Regions from separate parts of the Salmo salar genome. Here region 2 is linked to region 1. The links are chromatin contacts, called in public Hi-C maps. All regions are on one chromosome and are shown on one strand. Each heading gives the region's core, a stretch centred on a gene start, on an enhancer-like site or on the middle of the called end of the contact. The rest is flanking DNA. Distances are from core to core; before and after follow the strand shown.

What was found. Hi-C and Micro-C count contacts between places; a contact is called where the count stands out from the background.
Region 2: a Hi-C map of gill shows a contact between it and region 1, with 4 times the contacts expected there. The contact joins the enhancer-like site here to the promoter of tapbp in region 1. A contact is called at or near these places in 3 of 3 Hi-C or Micro-C datasets (blood, gill and muscle).

The regions. Positions count from the first base shown.
Region 1 is chrssa27:10,415,007-10,422,163 of Ssal_v3.1, forward strand. tapbp (TAP binding protein) reads right to left here and starts at 2,045. Exons shown (of 8, transcript NM_001123605.1): 1 at 1,985-2,045; 2 at 1,281-1,475; 3 at 766-1,014; 4 at 188-547. The coding sequence starts at 2,045. It overlaps LOC123730932 (a long non-coding RNA gene), which reads left to right and starts at 2,349. Exons shown (of 2, transcript XR_006762373.1): 1 at 2,349-2,523; 2 at 3,078-3,681.
Region 2 is chrssa27:10,465,198-10,472,606 of Ssal_v3.1, forward strand. No RefSeq gene overlaps it. Among protein-coding and RNA genes, the nearest start is that of LOC123730933, 6.0 kb to the right of the region's middle. Within about 2 kb of position 2,049, at least 3 of the 13 cell types and tissues checked have an H3K27ac peak or open chromatin away from gene starts, as enhancers often do. A contact at or near this core is called in gill, where this site is marked.

The sequences.
Region 1 (7,157 bases), core at 795-3,294:
ATGGCATGTTTTCTAATGCTATTTAGTAGACCATGACATACCATTATGAGAATGTACTGTATATGGAGTTACAGTAGTTATTTCAGTGAATATACTATACATAGTGGTTGAGATTCTACAGTTCTAAAACAAAAATTGCAACACTTTAGTATTGGCAGACTAATCAAGTGTATTCATCTATCCTCACCTACAATCTCCAGCTCCACTGCCACCTGAGCCAGGAGATAGGGCAAGTACACCGTGCAGATGTAGGTTCCTGTGTGGCGCACTTGAGCTTCCTGCAGGATCAGTGATGCATTTCCTGTCTCGTGCAGAGCCGTGAAGTCTAGCCCCGCTCTCTTTTCCTTGGTCTCGGCAAATCGGTCTGTCTTGCCGTCGTAGGCCAGAACCAGACGGCCATCACCCCTGAACTGGTAGCGCCACTCCACGGCGAAGCCAGAGCCAGAGAGAGGAGAAGTGGCCTCCATCCAAAACCCACAGTCTAGAACCACCGGTTCCCCGAGTCTGGAACGGACCAAGGGGGTTCTACTGGACACACTGAGCACCACTGGGAGAGAGAGGGGTAGCAGAGAGACATTAAACTTTCACACTACTTTATCTGTGACGTTACGTAGTAATAAACATCACCGGATTCTATAATTCTTCATGGCATATGACAAATTAATTTCAATTACTTTCTTTTTAATATTTTATAAGTCAGTTAAGAACAAATTCTTATTTACAATGACGGCCTACACCAGCCAAATCAATCATAGGGCTCTTTACCAGTGGGTTCCTTGGTTGCCGTGGGAGCACGCATGACACTGGACAGGCCCAGCTGTCCGTCAAGGCCCTGCAAGGCTGCAGAGTACCAGTCAGCTTGCAGGTAGATAGGACTGTGGGCAGAGTCAGTGAGCGGGACTACCCATTGAACGGTGGAGGGCTGGGGCATGAAGGGGTTTATCTCGCACTGTGGTTTATGGACTGAGCCCTCTGGTGGGTGCAGAGAGGAACTGCAGAGGATGGCTGCTGGGTCTGATGAGAGAGAGGGAGATTTGTCTATAGAAGTTATCCTTTCAATGAAATAACATTTATTTTTCTGAAACGCTCTGCCTAAAATGACAACACTCTTGTAGTCTTGTATAATTTAAATTAGAGGCTTGGTGTTAGAGGATGGCGAATTGTTGAGCTGTAACACCAAATTGACTGAGTGCACCTTTAACAGCCACTGGCTTGTCATTCAAATCCGTCATAATTTCGAAAGAGATCGTCCTATATAGTGTATAATGATAAGTACTGACCAGTGACGTAGTAGACTCTATCATGGTTGATGTCTGCAGATGGTCCCTGCTGTGACTTGGTTTCTTCACTCTCTGGGTCTGTATTGATATACAGTAGTGACTTCTCCTGGATCATTGCAGCAGGGAATCCCCCACCTCGACCTGGTTTCTCCTGGACAAACCAGCACTCCAGAACTGGACAGCTTGTCCCATAGACTGGAAGAGAGAAGGATGAGAAAGTTGTGTGAATATGTGAGAGCATCAATGTGGATAGGTGAGAAGATGTAAACTACTTTAGATTAGCTTCGTAAGAATAGTAATGAAAGGGCAATCAAAAGAGCAAAAGATGCTTAGTATTCAGACAGTGGAAACAAAAATACTGTAAATCTCTATTACTGTAAATCGCTTATTGAACTGTAATACATTTTTAAAAAACAATTGCATTCGTATGAATACATATTTGCTGTAAGGCTGTTTATGTGTGCTTGTCATTTCACACAATGATCTAAATTAACCAACCAAGTGCAATGCATATACAAGCTACAAAGTAACACTGATCAATACAATATCACTGATCAATACAGATTAAGTAGATACAGAGCAGCAGTTGTTTCAAATTGTATCATATATGAAGTCATGTTCAATATCAATATATTTAAAAAATCTACACCACAGATGCCGGAGAGTTGAAAGGAAATACACTAAGAAAAGTCGACCATTTTTACCGTGTATGAAGTAAGTAAAGGCGAGAAACGATAGCTTGTAAATTGTTGAAATATTGGCCATGGTTGTCTTCGACAGTGTTATCGGCTGTTCTGGTGTAGTTTGAAGTTGTTAAAGCATGGAGAAATATGATGTTGTCTTCGGACTTCCCCTGTAACCTGCAGAAACTGCTTTCACTTTCATTTTTCAAAGACATGCGCATAGCAAGACGAGGCATAGATAATGATAAACCACCGCGGTGTCCAATAAAAGTCAATACACTGATTTTATGAGGCACAAACTGCATAAAAATGTTGTGAAAAAATAAACTGTTTTACAAACTCAGAGAGCTTCGTGCACAACATGATTTGCCGCGCAACATGCAGAATGCACACTCAACACAAGATGGTGCACCAACACTAACGTTACTTTCAAACGTGCCCCAGAGTGGTCAAGATCACTTGATTTCTTTGAAACTGGAATCTGGGAACATGCACACCATTGGAGTTTATACCTGGCTGGCTGCTTCTGTTCGAAAATTACGAACGTCACATGGATTTCGGTACAGTGGCATGAATTAATACATGATGGGTCATTATTTTATGAAAGAGTTAGCCCCTGCCTGTCTTGTATTTCCAGTCAACAGGTGAAATCTGCTACCTTTTAAATAGAAAATTAAATAGCTTGTTTTTCATTCTGCCTGAATTGGAACGTCACAGAGTTGCCTGATTGTTTGCAGAATGCAGAGAAACAAGATGGCAAGAAGGAATAGGGTAATCTGATCCAAGATTTGTGGTGAGGCAACTTCTACTTTGACGTCGAGACGGGGTAGGGTGAAGTTGCCCTAAAACGCTGATCTTGGGTCAGATTTACATTTTCCTTACTAATGGTTAAGGATTGGAATGGATGAGGGGAAGCTGATCCCATATCTGTTCCTAGAGGAATCTTTACCCTGGAGCGACAAATACCCAAAAGTCAAGTGACTCGTCATGTGATTTCTCTGAAACAGAAGTGAGGAGAGATACAGTCTACCTATAGATGGCACTGTGGCATTGTTTATCCTTCACTGTAGCCTCTGCGACGGCTGGTTTTTGACCCTTTTATTGTTCATTTCAGGGACTTTCCATTCACAAACTGAACTTGCTTTGGTTATTCCCGTCACGCACATACCAGAACACACTGTGGGAGTGGGCAAGAATTCCAGAACACATTTTCATTGGGGAGAGAAAATGTGAAAATATGATCAAAGATGACTTGGTTGGATGTGTAGGTTTGTTACTGTAGTTATGGTCAACGGGTTTTCAGCTAGTATCCACTGGCTCTGTTTTAGTTCTTTCAGTAGCCTAGTCATTGTGAAACAAAAACACTTTTTAAATGAAAAGAATGCATAGTCCTACATCCCACTCAGCAGTATGGATATGTACAACCATGTATAGGCTACTAGAACTAGATGATGCTTCAGTGTCGGCCATCTCATGATTGAGGATAGATAGACACAAGATGGCTGCATACTGACGCTCTTACTGGAAAGGGCGTGGGACTTACCTCAACACTGTTTGACTCCACTTTCCATTGCATTTCTATTCTATATGATTTTCTTGCTGTGTTTTTCAATGTGATGATATTAAACAATTTCCTATCAAATGGAGCTAGATCCAACACAATGTACGTCCTTCAATGGGTCCCATCCAGTATGCCAAATAAACCTCCATAGACCTTAGCCTGAGATAGCTTTATTGTGTCGTCCTCCCAAACCACAAGCCCACTGAGAATACTATAGGAAGAATACATGGTTTCTCCTCTTTCACATCAAAGTGATCCTCCTCCCATGTTATTGATTTGAGTCAAGGCCATTGTAAGAACTAAACCTACAGCAGCAGATTGCTGGAAGACCTCCCTGTATGTAGGCCTACCACAATACGCTTGCAGGTTACCTAGACTGTCTTAGATGAGAAACAGTGCATTCGGAAAGTATTCAGACCCCTTGACTTTTTCAAATGTTGTTACGTTACAGCCTTATTTTAAAATGGATGAAATAAAAAAAAAATCCTCATCAATCTACACACAATACCCCATAATGACAAAGGGTAAACTGATTTTTTTACATTTTAGCAAATCTATTAAAACTAAAAAACAGAAATACCTTATTTACATAAGTATTAGGACCGTTTGCTATGAGACTCGAAATTGAGCTCAGGTGCATCCTGTTTCCATTGATCATCCTTGAGATGTTTCTACAACTTGATTGGAGTCCAAATTCAATTGGTTAGACATGATTTGTCTATATAAGGTCCCACAGTTGACAGTGTATGTCAGAGCCAAAACCAAGCCATGAGGTCAAAGGAATTGTCTGTAGAGCTCTGAGACAGGATTGTGTCGAGGCACAGGTCTGGGGAAAGGTACCACAACATTTCTGCAGCATTGAAGGTCCCCAAGAACACCTTGGCCTACATCATTCTTAAATGGAAGAAGTTTGGAAACACCAAGACTCTTCCTAGAGCTGGGCGCCCTGCCAAACTGAGCAATATGGGTGTCACGCTCGTTGTAAATATGGGACCAAGGCGCAGCGGGAATGTGTATGCTCATCTTCCTTTATTATGAAGAAAAGCCAAAACAAACACTAAATCAAAGCAATGACGAGAAAAACAGTCCTGTGAGACAAACAGCTACACATGGAACAACTACCCACAAATCCCAATGAAAACACACCCCTCTTAAATAGGACCTTCAATTAGAGGCAACGAGGTACAGCTGCCTCCAATTGAAGGTCAACCCAATAAACTACATAGAAATAGATAAACTAGAACAAACATAGAAATAGACTAACATAGAACATACCCCAACAAACCCCGAAACACTCTAAACAAACACCCCCTGCCACGCCCTGACCAAACTATAATAACAAACAACCCCTTTTACTGGTCAGGACGTGACAATGGGGAGAAGGATCTTGGTCAGGGAGGTGACCAAGAACCCGATGGTCACTCTGACAGAGCTCCAGAGTTCATCTGTGGAGATGGGAGAACCTTCCAGAAGGACAACCACCTCTACAGAACTCCACCAATCAAGCTTTTATGGCCACTCCTCAGTAAAAGGCACATGACACACATCTCTGGTCTGATTAAACCAAGATTGAACTCTTTGGCCTGAATGCCAAGCGTCACGTCTGGAGGAAACCTGTCACCATCCCTACGGGGGAAACATGGTAGTGGCAGCATCATGCCGTGGGAATGTTTTTCAGTGGCAGGGACTGGGAGATTAGTCAGGATCGAGGGAAAGATGAACGGAGTATAGACAGATCCTTGATGAAAACCTGCTCCAGAGCACTCAGGACCTCAGACTGGGGTGAAGGTTCACCTTCTAACAGGACAAAGAACCCTTAGCACACAGCCAAGACAACGCAAGAGTGGCTTCGGGACAAGTCTCTGAATGTCTTTGTGTGGCAAAGCCAGAGCCCAGACTTGAACCCGATCGATCTCTGGAGAGACCTGAAAATAGCTGTGCAGCGACGCTCCCCATCCAACCAGACAGAGTTTGAGAGGATTTGCAGAGAAGAATGGGAGAAACTCCCCAAATACAGGGGTGCCAAGCTTGTAGCGTCATACCCAAGAAGAGTCGAATCTGTAATCGCTGCCAATGGTGCTTCAATAAAGTACTGAGTAAAGGGTCTAAATACTTATGAAAATGTCATTATGGGGTATTATGGGTAGATTGATGAGGGGAATTTAAAAATATATATATTTTATGATAAGGGATTAATGTAACAAAATGTGGAAAAAGTAAACGGGTCTGAATACTTTTCGAATGCACTGTAAATTACTTTATTTTCAATTGTTACAAAGAGACTGATGTGTCTTTTTCCTTTATCCCAATACATCTGATATACAGTGCCTTCAGGAAGTATTCATACCCCTTGACTTTTTCCACATTTTGTTGTGTTACAGACTGAATTTTAAATGGATTAAATTTAGATTTTGTGTCACTGGCCTACACACAATACCCCATAATGTCAAAGTTGAATTAAGTTTTGGAAATTTCTACAAATGAATCAAAGATGAAAAGCTGGAATATCTTTGGTTAATAAGTATTCAACCCCTTAGTTAAAAAAAATATATGTTTTTTTTTACCCCTTTTTCTCCCCAATTTCGTGATATCCAATTGGTAGTTACAGTCTTTTCCCATTGCTGCAACTCCCGTACGGACTCGGGAGAGGCCCATGCATCCTTCAAAACACAACCCCCCCAAGCCGCACTGCTTCTTGACACACTGCTCCCTTAACCCGGAAGCCAGCCGCACCAATGTGTCGGAGGAAACACCGTACAGCTGGCGTCCGAAGTCAGCATGCATGCACCCGGCCGCCACTAGGATTCGCTAGAGTGCGATGGGAGAAGGACATCCCAGCCGGCAAAACCCTCGCCTAACCCGGACGACGCTGGGCCAATTGTGTGCCGCCTCATGGGTTTCCCGGTCGGCTGTGACACAGCCTGGGATCGAAACCCGGATCTGTAGTGATGCCTCTAGCACTACAATGCAGTGCCTTAGACCGCTGCGCCACTCGGTAGGCCCAACCCCTTTGTTATGGCACGCCTAAACAAGTTCAGGAAGAAAAATGTGTTTAACAAGTCACATAAGTTGCATGTGTAATTATAGTGTCTAACATGATTTTTTAATGACTAACTCATCTCTGTAACCCACACATACAATTATCTGTAAGGTCCCTCAGTCGAGCAGTGAATTTCAAACATAGATTCAACCACAAAGGCCAGGTTTTCCAATGCCTCGCAAAGAAGTGCATCTATTGGTAGATGGGTAAAATAAATAGCAGACATTGAGTATCCCTTTGAGAAGGGTGAAGTTATTAATTACACTTTGGATGGTGAATCAATAGACCCAGTCACTACAAAGATACAGACATCCTTCCTAACTCACTTGCCGGAGAGGAAGGAAACCGCTCAGGGATTTCACCATGAGGCCAATGGTGACTTTAAAACAGTTACAGAGTTGAATGGCTGTGATAGGAGAAAACTGAGGATGGCTCAACAACATTGTAGTTACTCCACAATACTAACCTAAATAACAGAGTGAAAAGTAGGAAGCCTGTACAGACTAAAATATTCCAAAACATGCATCCTGTTTGTAATAAGGCACTAACGTAAAACTGCAAAAAATGTGTCAAAGAAATTAACTTTATGTCCT
Region 2 (7,409 bases), core at 799-3,298, 50 kb after region 1:
TTATGATTCGATACTGTGATTTTATTGCGATTCGATGTTCCAAACATACTACTCATCATGTCTGCTGCAGAGGGACAAGAGAGAGACATGATAATACGAGTTTTGATCAGTAAAAGTGCTGAAGACAAAATGGCTCCCTATTTAAAAAGAAGATGAATGAAAAGCTATGAAGGAAAAATACTGTAGTTTTAGTGCAGGTACAACAAACTTGCGCAAAAATAAAATGATCCGATATATTGTAAAAAAATATACTATTATCCCAATAAGTAACTGTATCATTTTTTCCCCAAATCATTAATACACACACACACACACACACACACACACACACACACACACACACACGCGCGCGCGCGCGCATTCTCTCTCTCTCTCTGTCTCTCTCTTTCTCATACGTCTATCTATCCTCAATCAGAAGATGGCCGACACACTGAAGCATCATCTAGTTCTAGTATCTCACTCACTCACTCACTCACAATAACAACATGTTTCAGGCTTCATTCCGGCCAACAGTAAGTACCTGCCTTTATTCTGCTTCTGATGTCATCACTGAAACTGAAAGAAAAGGCTTCATCTTGTAGTTGTTCATCATTTATCTTCTGACTTTGGATATATTGTGTTGGAATGAATCCATTTTAGAATGCGGTTGTGTCTGTTTTCCTTGTAGCTTCTGATGTTGGCTCCAACTCCTCCCACAACACTGTTCCAAAGGAATGAGGTTTCTCTCTGACTAATCAAACAGGTGAATATCTCTCTGGGTGTCTTTGAAACACCAATGTCAACTTTCTCCCCAATCCCCTATTGATGTGATTGATGCAAGTTTGAGTTATTGGTAGATATCTTAAGTTAGGATTTGGCTTTTCAGTGGAATATATTGTATTAGTTTCAGTCATCTTCTTCACTGACCTCTGTCTGTCAGTCTGTCTGTCTGACTGACTGTCTTCACAGCAGAGAATCACAGACAAGAGAAGAAAGACAGCAAACTCTTCTAGAATTTTGAGTCAAAGTAATGTGCACCCAGGCACAAAGACACATTTCTCTAAAACAGCACTATCTGGTGATAACTTCTTGTAACTAATAACTGCACAACTAAAATCTACAATGACAAAAATCTTATTTTTACAGTAACTGGGTCTGAAATTGGGGTTATAGGTATATAAACTAGTTTGAAATACAAAAACAGATGGGTTTTATTTGAAAACTATACAGGAAAAATAGTTTTCACTTTTGCTAACCTGTAACACTGAAGTTGTTACAAACTAAGTACTAAAGCTATGCTGTGGCACAGTGTCAACACCCTGGAATAAGGAGTATCACTACTGTCTTAATAAACACAACATTAATAACTTCAAGCTTTAGGATTATCTTTCTGCTACACAGGAATACCAATCAGTAAATGGAAACCTGGAAAGTGATTACGTCAATGTAAAACTAGTGATACAACTATAATGATGCCACCTTTTTAGCCTGAAAATACATTCCTGGGTCTTTGTGATACATACTCCATGGTGTCCAGTAATGCTCTGCTACATCATTGTATAGCTATTTTATTGTTAACAATGCTATACAAATTATTTTCTCAGATCTTTACAATTTTATAACAGACACATTGGAGGTAGCCTGAGTGCCAGTATGTTTGACTCTCTGATTTTAGAGGGGTTGGGTCACTAATCATACATGTATGAAAAAGAAAATCCATATCTACAACCCTCATTATAGTTCACCCATGGGAACAAACATGGCAGACCAGCCAGACCTGTGTCATAGACAGGATTTGAATGACCAGTTGCCTGCTGGAGAAAGACTAGTGAACTGGTGTAGGCTATTAGTGAGGCCTATATATATCACACAGATATTTATTGTATATAACTATAAACAATATATAATGTTATTTGTTCATCAGTATCACCATTAAAACATCTCAATAATCAATGTCATTTACTTGCACTTTCTATTTCAACTTATGTTTCTCAGTTCTGCCTGGTGCCTGATGACATTGTAATTCTTTCATCTCCTATTGGATCATAATTCCACCATGGTGTGTTTTCATGTCATCTACAGCATCATACCCAGCAGTCACTCATTATTCCATGTTTTCTTTTTTTATGTGTGAAATAACATTCATAACACCACAGCAAGCATTTTAACCATAATGACTTTATTTCTAAAACATGTGTTTTGTTATAATGAAGAGATCCTATTCAACTTCTAATGCCATTCAAATATCGCTTAATATGATTTATATATCCATTCAACAGATAAAATCAGCTAACTTTTGAATAGAAAATATCTTCTTTTTCAGTCTTCCCGAGTCGGAATGTCACAGAATATACTGACTGTTTGCAGAATGCAGAGAAACAAGGTAACAAGAAGGATTCCATGACCTGATACTTTCATCTGATTAACAAGCTATGGCTTCTGCTCTGACCATCTTACTTCCTGGTGCATGTGCCAAATGCCAGTTCTCCGTTGACAATAACAACTGACTATGCCAGAGGGAGTCGATAGAAGTTTACCCCAACCACTGATACAGTGTCAGATATTTCTTTCACTACCCATTTTTTATGTTAGGATTGGAAGTAGGGTAATCTGATCCAAGATTTGTGATGAGAGGAAACTCCTACATTGAGCATGACCGAGAAGGAGTAGGGTGAAGTTGCCCTAAGACGCTGATCTTGGGTCAGTTTTGCATTTTCCCCACTAATGGTTAAGGATTGGGGGAGAGGAAGCAGATCCTAGATGTGTACCTAGAGGAATCTTTACCCTGGAGCGACAAAGACACCCAAAAGTCAAGTGACTCATCATGTGATTTCTTTGAAACAGAAGTGAGGACAATTACAGTCTACCTATAGATGGCGCTTTGACATTGTTTATCCTTCACTGTAGCCTATGGTTTGATCCCTTTTATGAACCTTATCAGGGACTTTCCATTCACAGACTTATTAACTAACTAAACATGATTTGGTTATCCCCTCCACATACATACCAGAACACACTGTGGGAGTGTTAAACAATTCCACAACACATTTTCATTGGGGAGAGAAAATGTGAAAATATGATCAAAGATGACTTGTTTGGACCTGTTGTTACTGTAGTTATGACCAACGAGTTTTTAGCTAGTATCCACGGGCTCTGTTTAAAAGAAAATCAGTAGCCTAGTCTTTGTGAGACAAAAACACTTTTTAAATGAAAAGAATGTAAGCTAACAAGCAAAGAATGTTTGATTACGTTAAAACCATCCTAGTTTACTAGAAGTAGATGATGCTTCAGTGTGTCGGCCATCTTATGATTGAGGATAGATAGACACAAGATGGCTGCATGCTGACGTGCTTACGGGAAAGGGTGTGGGACTTACCTCAACACTGTTTAACTCCACCTTCCTCTGTATGTACAAGGTACTTGCCATTGCATTTCTATGCTGTATTTTATTGCTGTGTTTTTCAATGTGATAATATAAAACCATTTCATATCAAATGGAGCTAGATCCAACACAATGCACCTCCATCAATGGGTCACATAAGTATGCCAAATAAACCTCCATAGACCTTACCCTGAGATAGCTGTAAGGTGCCCTCCTTCCAAACCACACAAAGCCCATTGAGAATACTTTACACAGGCTATAGGCATAGGTTTTTCCTCTTTAGCATCAAAGCATGTTATTGATTTGAGTCAAGACCATTGTAAGAACTAGGCCTACAGCAGTAGGTTGTTGCCAGACCTCCCAGTATGTAGGCCTACCACAACATGCTTGCAGGATCTAGACTGGCTCGTCTTAAAAGTATTTATTGTCAGTTTGTTGTCAATTGTCACAGAGACACTGAGATTTTTATTTTTCCATTATCCCAATACATCTGACATACCGTTTGCTAAAGAAGGACATGTCAAATTTCAGAGGTGTGTAATTACAGTTGAAGTAGGAAGTTTACATACACCTAAGCCAAATACATTTAAACTCAGTTTTTCACAATTCCTGACATTTAATCCTAGTAAAAATTCCCTGTCTTAGGTCAGTTAGGATCACCACTTCATTTTAAGAATATGAAATGTCAGAATAATAGTAGAGAGAATGATTTCAGCTTTTATTTCTTTCATCACATTCCCAGTGGGTCAGAAGTTTACATACACTCATTTAGTATTTGGTAGCATTGCCTTTAAATTGTTTAACTTGGGTCAAACGTTTATGGTAGCCTTCCACAAGCTTCCCACAATAAGTTGGGTGAATGTTGGCCCATTCATCCTGACAGAGCTGGTGTAACTGAGTCAGGTTTGTAGGCCTCCTTGCTAGCATACGCTTTTTCAGTTTTCAAAATGTTCTATAGGGTTGAGGTCAGGGCTTTGTGATGGCTACTCCAATACCTTGACTTTGCTGTCCTTAAGCCATTTTGCCACAACTTTGGAAGTGTGCTTGGGGTCATTGTCCATTTGGAAGACAAATTTGCGACTAAGCTTTAACTTCCTGACTGATGTCTTGAGATGTTGCTTCTATATATCCACATAATTTTCCTCCGTCATGATGGCGTCTATTTTGTGAAGTGCACCAGTCCCTCCTGCAGCAAAGCACCTCCACAACATGATGTTGCCACCCCCGTGCTTCACATTTGGGATGGTGTTCTTTGGCTTGCAAGCCTCCCCCTTTTTCCTCCGAACATAACGATGGTCATTATGGCCAAACAGTTCTATTTTTGTTTCAGCAGACCAGAGGACATTTCTCCAAAAAGTACGATCTTTGTCCCCATGTGCAGTTGCAAACCGTTGTCTGTTTTTTTTATGCCAGTTTTGGAGCAGTGGCTTCTTCCTTGCTGAGCGGCCTTTCAGGTTATGTTGATATAGGACTCGTTTTACTGTGGATATAGATACTTTTGTACCCGTTTCCTCCAGCATCTTCACAAGGTCCTTTGCTGTTGTTGTGGGATTGATTTGCACTTTTCGCACAAAAGTACGTTCATCTCTAGGAGACAAAACGCGTCTCCTTCCTGAGCGGTATGACGGCTGCGTGGTCCCATGGTGTTTATACTTGCGGACTATTGTTTGTACAGATGAACGTGGTACCTTCAGGCATTTGGAAATTGCTCCCAAGGATGAACCAGACTTGTGGAGGTCTACAATGTTTTTTCTGAGGTCTTTGCTGATTTATTTTGATTTTCCCATGATGTCAAGCAAAGAGGCACTGAGTTTGAAGGTAGGCCTTGAAATACATCCACAGGTACACCTCCAATTGACTCAAATGATGTTAATTAGCCTATCAGAAGCTTCTAAAGCCATGACATCATTTTCTGGAATTTTCCAAGCTGTTTAAAGGCACAGTCACTCTAGTGTATTTAAACTTCTGACCCCCTGGAATTGTGATACAGTGAATTATAAGTGAAATAATCTGTCTGTAAACAATTGTTTGAAAAATGACTTGTGTCATGCACAAAGTAGATGTCCGAACTGACTTGCCAAAACTATAGTTTGTTAACAAGAAATTTGTGGAGTGGTTGAAAAATTAGTTTTAATGACTCCAACCTAAGTGTATGTAAACTTCCGACTTCAACTGTACATCTACAAGAACCTGTCAACGATCAAGCTGTCTTTGCAATTAGAAGTCTAGTCATAAATATAGGGTGGTTCTAGCAAATGGCTAGGACTTCTTACTGAGTCGATTAGGTGTCTTAGGAGTGATGCTGTTTGGGATGCTGTTCTGTTTTTACATGATCTCAGAGTGACAGAGAGATTCAGCACTAACAGAACAGAGATGAAGAAGAGCCTCAAGGTCTAGTGCTATGACTAACTGACCATGAAAACTGATCTGCATCACTCTCTAGAGACTCCATTTCAAGGGGCATGTGAGGTTAAGTTAAAAGTTGACAGAAATCTTTGATGTCCTTTATGCACTGGAATATCGATGATTGCATAATTTCATTCAAATTCAATTGTAAGTATACTGTGTAATCAAAAACATCTGCTATGACACATTTATTTTTTATATATAGTCAATGAGAAAGAAGAAAGAAAAAATGTGTATGTTTTTCATTCATAGACCTTTTGTTTCTCACTATATTTGAACCTGAACACACTCTCTGGATTCATACAGTACCAGTCAAAGGTTTTAGAATACCTACTCATTCAAGGGTTTTTCTTTATTTTTTACTATTTTCTACATTGTAGAATAATAGTGAAGACATCAAAACTATGAAATAACACATATGGAATCATGTAGTAACCAAAAAAGTGTGAAACAAATCAAAATATATTTTATATTTGAGATTCTTCAAATAGCCACCCTTTGCCTTGATGACAGCTTTGCACACTCTTGGCATTCTCTCAGCTTCAGCTGGAATGCTTTTCCAACAGTCTTGAAGGAGTTCCCACACATGCTGAGCACTTGTTGGCTGCTTTTCCTTCACTCTGTGGTCTGACTCATCCCAAACCATCTCAATTTGGTTGAAGTCGGGGGATTGTGGAGGCCAGGTCATCTGATGCAGCACTCCATCACTCTCCTTCTTGGTCAAATAGCCCTTACACAGCCTGGAGGTGTGTTGGGTCATTGTCCTGTTGAAAAACAAATGATAGTCCCACTAAGCCCAAACCAGATGGGATGGCGTATCACTGCAGAATGCTGTGGTAGCCATGCTGGTTAAGTGTGGTTGGAACCAAAAATCTCCAATTTGGACTCCAGACCAAAGGACACATTTCCACTGGTCTAATGTCCATTGCTCGTGTTTCTTATTTTATTTTATTTTTTTGATTGAATATTCGAAACATACAATATACTTGCAGTGAAGCCGCTCAACAACTACATCATACCAGTCATCCAACATATTCCTATTCAGAGCGACACACAGAAGCATCCAGGGTCAATGACCTGCTCAAGGGCACGTTGACCGATCTACCACCAGGCCAAAAAACGTGAACCCGAACCCTCCAAGATCCCCCCACAGTTCCCCAATAGCTGTCCCGCAACCATTCGAGACCCCTTCCACAGTCCCCCAGGAAGAAAAATAAAAAATACAATGAATTCCATTCCCCACCCCCAAGAACCCCCCAATGCACCAACAACCAAGAGAATGAACTAAAGAGAAAAAAGGAAAAGACAGAAGAAATCAGCAAACAACAATGCAAAAAAATAATAAAACAAAAAAATAAATGTTAAACAAAGGACATCAAGGACAACTAAAATTGTAACAGCAATGCCAACTGTATATGTTTGTGTGCATGTCTGGCACTATTACATGTATGTGTGTGTTCTTGTATGTGTTTATTTGAATGAGAGTGTGTGTATATATGCATGTGTACAAACACCTGCACGGCATCAGCCTCAGGCAAACCGGCATCAGTTGTAAAAACACTGCCACTTAGTGTCATTGAAATGTACTTTTTATTGTGTTTTATTTTGACTTTTTTTTTAAAATTATTATTATTTTTTTTAA